Regions from separate parts of the Oryctolagus cuniculus genome. Here region 2 is linked to region 1. The links are chromatin contacts, called in public Hi-C maps. All regions are on one chromosome and are shown on one strand. The core of a region is the stretch at or near the end of the contact, and the rest is flanking DNA. Distances in the headings are between cores, read along the strand shown. Region 1 holds the start of CA2 (carbonic anhydrase 2). Region 2 holds the start of WWP1 (WW domain containing E3 ubiquitin protein ligase 1).

Region 1 (6,070 bases), core at 1,514-4,013:
TTGCCATATTATAAATAAATGGTATTTCTCACAAGCAAAAAAAAAGAAAGAAAGAAAGAAATCATTTTCCTTCTGTTTAATCACTTTAGCATTGCTTCTTGGGGTGGGAGGAGTCCCCATGAAGAATAAATGGCAGCGTCTCTGAAGGCCTGCTTGAGTGCACATCTTCCACTGGACCCCGACACGCTAGGGACCTGCACCACAACGTGTTTGTATCATCCTCGGGAGGGGGGCACACAGGCACAGGGATCTAGAAAACACTTCTCCAGGGATCTCCACTGTCTGCCCCACTTCCAGAGACGCTCTTTCAGACAGGCAAGTGGCCCAAGAATTAAGGAAAGTGGAAAGAAGAATTTTTCCAAAAACTGGACTGAATATATAGATCACTGCTGAAAAAAACTCAACTTGACCTAATGGTAATAATTACACATTGTATAATATATTAATACTGCGGGTCACTATTGCAAAACTTGGGAAACCTTACTGAATGTTTCCTCTATCTTTTCTCATTGTTTGCCCAACACCTCCCCACGCCCACACCAAACCAAACATCATCTGATTGTAGCACCATTTCATTCAATGACATTCAGAGAAAAGTGCTCGGGAAAATAGGGCACCAGCAATTAAACCAAGTAATGAGGGAGGAAGGCAGCTACTATGTTAGAATGGGATTGTTCTCTGGCATCTAAATAAGGAAAAAAAAAAAAAAAAAAAAAGAAGAAGAAGCATTCAGTTGGTATCCTGTAAACAGCTCTATTATAAATCAGTTATAGTAATTGGTTTTGTCAGTAACAGGCCATGTATGTCCACCAACTCTAACATATCTTAGTTTCCAGGACAAATTTCTGGATAGATCCCAAGACACTCCAACACCTTCATCACACTAGACCAATATAAAGAAGTATTTACAGATACAAGGTCTTCCGAGAATTTCAATATTTTAAATTGTCAGGTTTTCATCATCCTTCTCACTGCTACCTTCTAGATAACACTCATTGGTACGTAATTTTTAATGTTTAGGTATGGACCCTGAAAGAGAAATAAAGAATCTTTAAAAATCCATACCTTGCGAGTCTCATCATTGCCACTGCTGACCTTGGTGGGGGGAGAAATCTTGCCTTTGCTACTTTTCACAAGCATGTCACAGTTATTTCACGCCCTACATAGAAGTCAGGAGTTTTACCAGGGAGAAACAGCCCAGGGGCATTTCAGAGCAATTAGCCTACTTCTCAGGAGCCTCTTGACCTAATGAAGATGATCAGAGCAGCCTTTGAGAGTATGGAGACAGACTGTAGTGGTTAAAGGATTTCCACCACTCCTGATTTCCTCCATCAAGCTGGGAAAACAGCCGTAAGCTACAAGACACTGACCTGTTTTGTCGTGAGAGTCATCAAACTCCACGTTGAAAGAGTGACCATTGTTGATGATCCTCCGAGAAATGGGGTGCTCATAGCAAACACGCAGAGGCTTCAGGGAAGGGTCGTGCTTGGCCGCGTTAGTGTCGATGTCAATAGGAGACTGGCGCTCGCCATTGGCAATGGGAAAATCCTTATGCCAGTGCTCAGGTCCTGGGGATGAGACCAAGAGTATGAATCCCACAGTGTGGAGAACGGTACACCCAGACCCCTAAAACAGGGCAATGACTCTGTAGCCATCTGCTCGGCTCCAATTTTGGCAGCACCATCGAAAAGCAGAATATCTTTGGGAAAACACTGTGCCTCAGTTTCTTCATTTATAATATGGGGTCATATAATACTATGCCCTTACCTCATACACGTTGTTGTAAGAATTAGAATCCACGCATGTAAAGCTCTTAGACCAATATTTAGTGTCATATAAATACTAGTTATTTGCAGGGTCCTTTTACTGAAATTAAGCAATTAAAGTTGGGCAGACACTCATATCATCAAGGCTTCTGGTTGGAATTTGGGATGTGCAAGCTCACTAAGCCATTCTAGCAGGTCCGATTCCTCCTTCCTCGTGTCGTCGCTCGGGACGGAAGGACAGAGCTGCCGCCCAGGCTCGGGGAACTCGCTCCATTAGTGGTCAGGTCCCAACTACCCGGGAAGCCCTGCACTCTTCAAAGATGCGCAAGAGGTCCCCAGGCGCATCTTGTTCTTGGCTCCGCTTCCCGGGAGATCCCAGACCCGTGGGGTTCATGAAGCCTGGGTCCGGGTGCCCGATACCCCTAACATTCTAGGTTGAGAAACGAAGGGAAAACTCAGCTCAGCAAAACGCCCCGGGACAGGTCGTGCGGAGAGCCTTGGCCACAGGTGGTGCTGCTGAAGCGGACGGGGATGTCTGGGGTTAGGAGGGGGGGTCCCTTAATTTTTCAGCGGTCAACAACTAAACTGCACCGTTACAACCCTGCCCGCTCTCTGGCAGCCGGCTTTAGGAGGGCCCTGGCTCCAGAAACCCAGAGAGGAACGAGCTGCGCCCCGTCCCTAGGGCCCTGCGCTCCGCCTGCACACGCGCGGATTCCTCGACAGTGGCTTGGAGCCGGGCGAAGGGGGCATCGCCGGCGCACCTGCACCTCCCGCGCGGCCCGCGGCCGCTGCCAACAGCAGGTGCAGGCGCTGCGGGACCCGGGCCGGCCACCGGAGTGGGCAAGGGTCTGGGCCCAGGACGCCGGACGCCGGCCTCACTCACCATTGTGCTTCCCGTACCCCCAGTGATGGGACATGATCGAGCCGGCGGTCGGGGCAGGGCGGAGTTGGGCCGGTCTAGCAGCGGCCGTTCGGGTTCCTCTTGCGCTCTGTGTCCGCGGGTCGCACCGTCATCGGCTTTTATAGGCTCCCGCCAACTTCGTGCTCGGGGGCGGCCCAGGGGAGGGAACCCCGGGTGGACCTGAGCGACGGGGGAGGTGACGGGCGGAGGTGATCTCCCTGCGCTGGGGCGGGCCAGACTGGCCAGGAGCCGAGGGCGGGGAAAATGCTCTCCCTGCAGGCGTCGGTCAGGCTTGGGAGCTCCTCTCCCGCCGCCCAGCTCCCCCTCGGCCCAGGGGCCGGGGCCCTGGGCGGGCAGCGAGGTTCGCAGCTCCGGCGCGCGTTGGCTGCAGCGGCGGCGGCAGCGGAGGCTCCCGGGCTCCTCCGTCCGACCCGGGCTGCGGAGCGTTTACGCGCACCCATCCCCCTCCGGGGCGCTGGCGGCGGCCGCTGACTGCTCGGGACCCGGGCCCCCGGCGCCGTTCATCTCCTGTCCACTTTATGATCGCATTGGTGGCCTCGGAGCCATCCGGCCCCACTCCATCGGCCACACTCGCGCTGAGGTCTCCAAGTCGGAGGCCTCGCTCTCCCGTGTCCCCGGCCTGGGGCTGGCAAGCTAGGTTAGGAGCTATGACCTTGGGGCAAATAGGGATACGGTCCTTGAGGCGCTGGGGAGCGAGCAGCCCTGGGTGCTGGGAGCTATGCGCCCTCTGCTGGACAGCCGTGGAAGAAGGCGAGAAATACTCCCTGCTGTGTCTCCTGCAGCCGGCACCGAGGCAAACCTGAGAAATTGCATTTCCTTTTAGGCTGGCAGGGCCTTGCCTGAAGTGCTCATCTCCCTCCTCTGTCTGCCTTCCTATCATGCAGAATTAACGTGGAGACAGGAGACTTCCTACTTAAGTACCTATGGACTTAACCAAAACTTCTAAAATAGAAATCACTTTTCTTAGAAAAATCGGGTCAGAGTATTTCTTCCAAAGAGGAGAGAACCTTGGCTGTTTGGCGAAGGCAATGTGCATCTGGCATAGTGGGAAATCATTCCAAATAATTCCACAGAAAGGCCAGGCAGCATTATGACTGCTGTGGGCCCTGGGCATTCTGCCTTTAGTCGTTTCTTTCTTCATAAACAGCACGTTTCCGACAGCATTAGGAAAAAGATTAATAGCTTAATGTGTATTGAAACGTTTTCTTTGACCTAAAGCCTATTTTTTCTATTCTGATTTTCAAAGAAAACCTTCTGGTGGACACCTCACAGCGCGATGGACTGGAGGCACCGCATGCTGCTTACCTGTGCTTAAGGGATGTCAACCTGTTTTCAGAGGGAGAGAAAATGCATTTCCTACAAGGGACTTTGCTACAAGAGAAAAAAAAAATTAATTAATCATAGGGGCAGCAGGGGCCTCTGGACTGTAGTCCTCGGGATCTCTGAGGGTATGTTATTAGGGTTAAAATTGGGAAGGTGGGAATCAGTTTACAGCCTTGATATCACATTACTTATATTTAACAACCCATAGCTAAATAAAAGGATGCCATGTTAGAGTAAGTTTCTGCAGTATTGGTCCGGAAATCATTATTTACTGTTTATTTCAGTCAATTCAACACAAATATGACTGACATTGAGGTGTATTTGTTCTAAGGCTCTAGAAAACTGTGTATTTCTGTGTATTGGGGCTTTTGGTAGATGTCACAGGGCATTCATAGGCAAAAGAGCAGCAATGTATTTCTAAATTTCTAGACATTATAAAGTGCACTTTGTAGCTATTTATGCCTCTATAGCTGCATAGTCTCTCAGTTGATAGTGAAATAATTGTGATTCTTTGCATAATTTTAGAATATTACTTAATTAGGAAGGCAGGATCTTCCAAGCAAACGTCTGCTGTTGGCCCTGTGGATATGGCACTGAGAAATGCTAAGAGTTGGGTACAAAATCTTTGAATGTCGAGTGGGCTGTGAAGCAACTGAGAAGGTAGCCAGGCGATTAGATCAGCAGGAATCCTTGTCTTTCATTTCCTCTGACCTGAATTGTGGCTTTACCAACCTGGAGGAACTAGGAGCATGTTCTGATTATTAAATAGCTAAACTTCAAACACCACCAAACACTGTTCAGTGAATGCATTCTTACTCCAGGGGATTGTTCTCTTATCTCTCCCTTCTGGAAAGTTAACTCTCAGGGGCAGCTGGCCCCTGACCCCAGCTCTGAGACAAAGAGAAAGAAAGAGAGAGAATCCTTGGCTCCCCACATGTCAGAAAGGGCTTACATTTGGGTAAATCAGAGGAGATACAAATGTTCTCTTATCCATTTTTGTTGGTGTTACAGTGGTTGTCTTTTTTTTTTTTTTCTGGACATCTTTTTTTGTAATAGACATGACTTTTGCCTTCATACTAATCAGCTTCAATCTAACTTGGTTCTGCTGAAGGCATTCTTAGCAGGCTGTCGGTATTCACTGGCTTCAAGACACTACTCTCTTATTGGATTTTTAAAAATAATCCTTACCCTATATCTGCATTTCTCCTAGAGGGAAAGATTGGCCCATTTCAGAAACTACATAGAACCTGAAGAAAGACACTTTCTCCGCCCCAGGGCAGGAGGCAGGGTGGGGTGAACTATTACAGAAAAATAAAAAATAGGGCTTTAAAAAATCCTGACATCTGTGATCCAATTATTATGATGAAATGCTTCCAACCTGTTAATCCTGGTGAAAATTAAAAATATGAAAGTAAATGTAATTGCTTTCTCCAAAACAGTGAAGATTTTGCGAATACTAGATTTTTTACAAAGGGAAATGTGCATGACATATTAAATATTTAACTAAAAGCCTAATAAAAGCTCGGTTTGTCTCATATTTCTAACAATGGTAGTATTAAAGATCAATTAAAACTAAGAGCTACTGGCTTTTGGAAGCTCCCTTATCTCCTTGAATGAATTCCTTTATTCTAGTATTTGTGATACTGCATTCTGATCAGACACTGCATTGTAATCATCTGATTGTAATCCACTGGCCCCAGTAAGCTGTTGGCTGCTCATTGGTAAAGTAGAAATAATGACACCCACCTCAGGGTTGTTGTAAGAATTGACCTAGTGATACATATAAATCACCTGCCACCTCTGGGCCCTCAATAAGGGATGGCTGTTCAGTTCCTCCTACACAGTGCTAAACAGACGACAATGAAATGATTGCAAAATTAAACACCTGGGTGAGGTGAGGTGCAAGGGGAGAATTTCAGAGGCATGCGCCTCCAGCAACATGACATGTGTTTATATGTTTGAGCCAGGGCACCAGAAGAAGGCGAAGTATTTGTGCCTTGGAAACGTCCATTCTACCACATTTGCATATTTCATTTTCCTTATTAAATTGAGTCACCTG
Region 2 (6,070 bases), core at 923-3,422, 680 kb before region 1:
AAGCCAGAAGTTCTCCTAACTAACTGCACCTTTCCAGAGGATCGCAACTCTACCACTTCTGAATTTAAATTCTGGTTGGATTTTTGTATCATTATGAAACTTTACTATATATTAAAAGACAAACGGGGCATTTGTGTGTATTATTCGCAGGACTGGGGACAGAAATTGTTAATTATTCTTTGTATTCCCCAAAATACCTCATGCAGTAGATGCTAAATAACTGTGCAAGGAAGGAAAAGAAATGTCAATCGTCCTGGGGTAAACAGCAAAGATTACAATCTCTTTGAAGGCAGAGACCTTATCTATGACATCCTCTATCATGTTAGTCTTCCAAAAAACAAGCATTGTAAGGACTGCTTTTCAAAACGATGGTGTTGTGGGTCTTACAAGCAGTTCTTCACTTTATGGGAAAAACACTTTGAAATGTTTGTAAGCTATGTTCCAAAGAACTATTCCACACATTTCACACTTTTCAGTTCAAGTAGCTCCCAACTCTTGGCCACTAACATCTTCAACTTAAAAATATTAACTATTTATGAAAAATAATAATTTCCAGTAACACAATATACTGCTTTATGGCTAAAAACAAGTCACATAAATAAAAGAATGCCTTTATTTTTTAAAACCTGATTTTTTGCTTGCATAATACACAGACTTGATGAGACAGGTAAAAATGGATTTAAACATAAGCATGAACTCTTGTAGAAACCTGCAGACAGCTATAAACCAGGTGTTTCAGGTAAAAATATTAAAGAGGAGAGGGGGAAGAAAGATAACTTCGGACATTAGCTTTTGCTACTATGACCATTAGCATCTTAAAGCAAAAACTCCAATCTTTATGCATATGAGCCTACACACAAAAAAGATTAAAATCTTTCCAAATAAAAAAAGGAAAACTAAAGCAAGCCCTTACAAAATATTCTGTCTTTAAGGAGTAAAAACATCAAATTTATACATAGATAACTACTGTTTTTTTGGTGTGTGTTTTTTGTTTTTGCTTTTTGGAAACGAAGCTCTCACGTAATTACCGGAGCAAAAGAAAGTCAACTCCACATCCACGGAGTAAAGAAAAGCTCTGCACAGTCCTTGTGCATATGAGGCTGGCAATTTAAATGTTGTAAAAGCAATGGACAAAGTATCAATTTAAATTTACCACCACCACTACCACCCCTCAAAAAAAAAAAAAAAGATTAAAGAAGGGGATTGAAGTCACACGTGAGGCTGGGACTGGCAAAATCTGCAAGGTCACTGAGATCTACCAGGTCACAAAAGGTAGAGGTGGGGGTTGTGTTGGGGGGGGGGGTGGCTGCGGAATCAGTGGAAAAGCCAGATTTAAAAAAAAAAAAAAAAGCACGTCAGAAAGAGACGTTCTGAGACTGGAGTCCTTGGTTTGGGACGGCGGAAGGGGGTGAAAGTCAGGGCACGGGCAGGGAGTCCGTGCTTTGAGGGAGGTGTGAGGCAGAAACGTAGAAGCAGCAGACGAGAAGGCGAAGGGAACGGGGAACTGCGGCTGCAGAGTCACGGAAACACTTCGCCCCGCTCCAGGATCATTCGCCCAGGCCTGTGCCAGGGCCAACTCCGGGCAAGACCCGTGACCCAAGCCCAGAAAACTCCAGGCCCCCCGGGCTGGAGAAGGCAGACACGGCGGCGCGAACTGTCCCCCGACGGCCCCGAGAGAGAGAGAGAGAGAGAGAGAGAGAGAGTCCCGCCCGGGGGCGGTCGGCGCCGGACTCCCCACACCGCGGCCGAGGCTCCGGGCCCGCGCCCCGCGCCCCCCGCCCCGGCGTCCTTACCCTGCGCGAAGCTGCCGGCGCCCGGCAGCGGACGGCCACAGCTGCGGCGCCTCCTCCCGCGGCGGGCGCCCTCAACCTTCCGCGCCTAAGATCGCCATCTCGCAGCAGGCGCGGCGGCGGCGGCGGCAGCGGCAGCGGCAGCCACCCAGGCGTCGGCCCCGGCAGCCCAGGCCGCCTGCAGCCACTCGAAACCCGCACGCCGCGTTTGCCGACACCCGACCCTCCCCCCACCCCCACCCCGGCCACGCGCCACCCCCGAGTCGACCCCACACCTCCCTTCCTCGGGAGCACGCCGCGTGCCCGCGTCACCGGCGCCGCGCCCAGAGCGCGCGCCCCCTCCACCCGCCCGGGCACCGCGCTACGCAGCGGCCACCTAAAGACTCCAACTCCGGAGCCGGAATCCGGCGGATTTGCGAGCATGCGCAGCAAGGGCACCCCCGCCGCCTTTAGAAGGGCCACTCCTCCGGGTCTTCTGAGCGATCGACTCGTGTGGGGGGGCGGGGGCGGGCCAGCCAATAGGGGAAGGGGGCGTGGCCTGGACCTGTGAAAGGGGTGGGGCTTCCGCAGAGGTTTGGGAAGAGGCTTTAAGCCAGTGCTAGGTACTGCTGACTTGACTTTCCGGTACTCGGCCCAACCTGCGCGTGACCTCAAGCAGGCTCCTTAGGGCACTGGCGTCCTTTTTTACGAACGCCTTACAGCGAAAGCAGGCTGTTAATAAAGTCTGCTTGACCTAGCTGAGTGCTTGACTTAGAGCCCGTTGCCAAAGTACATGCATTTAGAAGATAGACATACCAGAAGACTTGCAATTTCTGTATATTGGTAATCAAAACGTTCACAACCCACCCCTGCCCACGTCAGCCCAGTGATAAAGCTAATACATGTTGAACAAGAGTATGTGTCAGCGCAATTAGTCCCCATAACAGTCTCATCAGGTAGCGTCTATTATTTCCATCATTCACGCCGAGTCAGCCTGTTTAGGGAAGTGCCCGTGTATTGCTTTTAGAAGGCCGAGCAAATACAAGTGAGTAAGGGCCACATTACTCATGCATGAATTTCTCGAGTGTTTGCCCAAACACCTCACCTACCCCAACAAATTACCTACGTCCACACTCTCAGAGGCTTGGTGTCCCTGCTACTCTCCCAAGCGAACCTGCGCTCTGCTCCCTCTCGGGACCCTTCCTGGCACTTCTCTAACCTCACCTGTTAGCATAACCATGTTTTAAGACTTTTCTCACCTAAACTTTCCATTGACTTTAAAACTCCCTTCCTGCTCTCTCTTCTTTTGTCACAACAGAGCTTTTCGTAGAGTGGCAGTGTCATTGTTGATGCCACTCCACGAATATTTGTGGGATCCAATAAATACCTCCTGGTGGGACACATGCACATTTCCTTCCACTCCGGGGCAGGAGTGCTGACCTCTGCCTTCACACCTGAATTTGGTCCCCATTGAATCCCCGAAGATCATTCTGAATGCCCGTCTGAGCTCGTCGCTCACCCCGCTGCTTCATTCTTTGGCTCTTCCTAGCTTTCCTGAGGAAGGTTACCGCGATAGTCAAGCCCCTTTTCATGCTCATATACTCTGTTCCTCCTCTTAGGAAAAACTCCTTCCGCTTCCCTGAATGTACTCACTCATCTCTGTGCTTTAACCACGATGTCCTCTGATTTGCCCTCTTCGTTTTGCGTAACAGTCCCTTTAAATAGATGTCACCACGAATTTGCAACTCACCGCCCCCCCCCCCACCCGCCAACCCACCCAGCAATTCCCTAAGAATTCCCAGCAAGATCTGCCCTCCTCCAGAGTGCATGCTGGCTTCCTTCTGCTTCCTGCTCTTCTCTGTCTCACGTTCAGCTCCCCCAGTTGCTCAGTTTCCCACTCAGCTTGTTTCTGTACAGAAGCGCCTAGAGTTCATCTAGCCCACTAAATTGATACCCAGTAGTGAACCATTTTTCTTTCATTATGGAATGTTCCTTTGGTTTCCAATGCACACTGTTATATATATATATATATATATATATATATATGTTTTCCCAAGTCATTATCTATGTCCTTATTTGTTGTCATAGGTTACTTCTTACAAAGTGATTGAAAATATGAACAAGTTTAGTCCTTTTGTAACTAATTGACAAGTTGACTTCTAGGAAGAGCATGTGTCCAAATGTCACATTACCTGTGATCAAAACAGCTCTGCCAACCTAACTTTCAGGACCCGGGGCACTTTTACCTTTGTGGGCCTCTTCCTCCATGAAATAATATTGTAAATTATATTAATATTACAAGTTGTGCTTCCGCACTGCTTTGGTATAAAGACAATTATATTACTATTACACATTAACATATTTTCTTTGACCTAAACGTTTATATTTTTTTATCTCCTAGTTTTAATAGAAATTAGAATTTTTTTATGGGCTGTGCAAGTATTGTGAGCCTGTGGCACTGTGCCTGCTAGGCTTAATGGATAAGCCAACCCTGTTGTCGCCTACAAACTATGAGATTAGCCCAAGTTACTTAATCTGATTATACCTCAGCTAGAAAATTGATATAATACTGCCACATGATATTGTAAAAAAAAAAAAAGAGGCTTGCTATAAGTAAAATACTTGAGTTACATAACATATATTGAAGATACATTAATCAATAAATTACTATTGTTATAATTGTTGACATCAGTTTTCCCACAGAACCATAAATGTGCTTCCTCATTGTGCCCAAGTCATTATGGTATATTTTCAAATGTGTAAACAATATTGGTCAGTTAGCTGCCCATTTTCTTATCAGAAGATTCACAAAATGGCACATTATAAAAATGTAGACATTGACCATAGGTGAAACTGTAGGTCTTCTCCGCTTTTGTTTTCTGTTTTATTTCACATATCTTTTCCCATCCTGAGATCATAATTTATCTGCCTTTACTTTTGCCCTACTTGTTTGACAATTCCCTTTTTTCAATAAATAATTTAATTATTTAGGATTTATTTTGGACTGTTGTTCTATCTTTTCTCTTCATAGCTCGTGGTATTGTATTTCCCAGCCAACTTATTAAAGAATCTTTCTGTATCTGTAGTTGCTATAAAATATCTCCATAAATGTGTTGCTATTCTCCTCCTCACAAAGTGGGACCTAATTCTCTCCCTAGAGGGTGTGGGCTATAGTTAGAGATTTGCCTCTAACAGACAGAATGTGGCAGAAGTGTCAGTGTGTCACTTCCAAGACAAGCCGGAAATAAGTCTTTGTGGATCCTCCCGATTCTCAGATCATTAGCAGCTGAGATGTGGCAAGGACACGTCAAGCAGCCCTGTGCAGAGGCCCACACAGCACGGAACTGAGACATCCTGCCAACAACCAGCAGGATTTGAGGCCTCCTGCCAATCACCATACGATTGACACATCTAACAGATCCTTCAGTCCAGGCCAACCCTTCAGATAATTGCATCTGACTGCAGCCTCATCAGACACCTTGAACGAGAACCACTCAGCTAAATCACTCACACTCCTGACTCGCGGTGACTGTAAGATAATAAATCTTTTTTAAGTCATTACATTTTGCAGATTATTTTTTAAAGATTTATTTATTTGAAAGGCAGTTACAGAGAGAGGAGAGGCAGAGAGAGAGAGAGAGAGAGAGGTCTTCCATCCGATGGTTCACTCCCCAATTGGCTGCAACCAAGAGCTTCTTCCGGGTCTCCCATGAGGGTGCAGGGGCCCAAGGACTTGGGCTATCTTCTACTGCTTTCCTAGGCCACAGCAGAGAGCTGGATAGGAAGTGGAGCAGCCGGGTCTCGAACCAGTGGCCATATGGGATGCCAGCACTGCAGGCCAGGGCGTTAACCCACTGCGTCACAGCAACAACCCTGGAGATTATTTTTTTAACAGTGTAGCAGTAGATCACAAACATACTAATCCAGTGGTTCTTACTGGGGCAATTTTGCATCCCAGGGGAATTTGGCAATGTCTTGAGATATTTTTTATTGGGAGCAGAGGGATGGAGCGTCCACTTGCATCTAGTGAGTAGAGACCAAGGATGGTGCCAAGCATCCTGCAATGTGCTGACAATCCCACTCAAGCAACAAAGAACTATCAGAGCCAAATGGCTTTAGTGCTAGAGAAGCACTGCACCCACTTGTCTATGTTCTTCAGCTCCTTAAACGTTTCCTCTTTCACTTGCACTAGTTGAAGAGGTGGAGTTGGGTTTGTTTCCTATCCATTATTAATTTGGTTGTTGTGTCACCTGTTTCTTAACCCACCATAGTATTCTTTTGCTACTCCCTGGTTGGTCAAA

The links. Hi-C and Micro-C count contacts between places; a contact is called where the count stands out from the background.
Region 2: a contact with region 1 is called in a Hi-C map of psoas muscle, with 2.5 times the contacts expected there. The contact joins the promoter of WWP1 here to the promoter of CA2 in region 1. A contact is called at or near these places in 2 of 6 Hi-C or Micro-C datasets (psoas muscle and an unstated tissue).

The regions. Positions count from the first base shown.
Region 1 is chr6:110,937,878-110,943,947 of mOryCun1.1, reverse strand. It overlaps CA2 (carbonic anhydrase 2), which reads right to left and starts at 2,763. Exons shown (of 7, transcript NM_001195708.1): 1 at 2,650-2,763; 2 at 1,371-1,568. The coding sequence starts at 2,683.
Region 2 is chr6:111,619,653-111,625,722 of mOryCun1.1, reverse strand. It overlaps WWP1 (WW domain containing E3 ubiquitin protein ligase 1), which reads right to left and starts at 2,172. Exons shown (of 22, transcript XM_051844599.2): 1 at 1,794-2,172.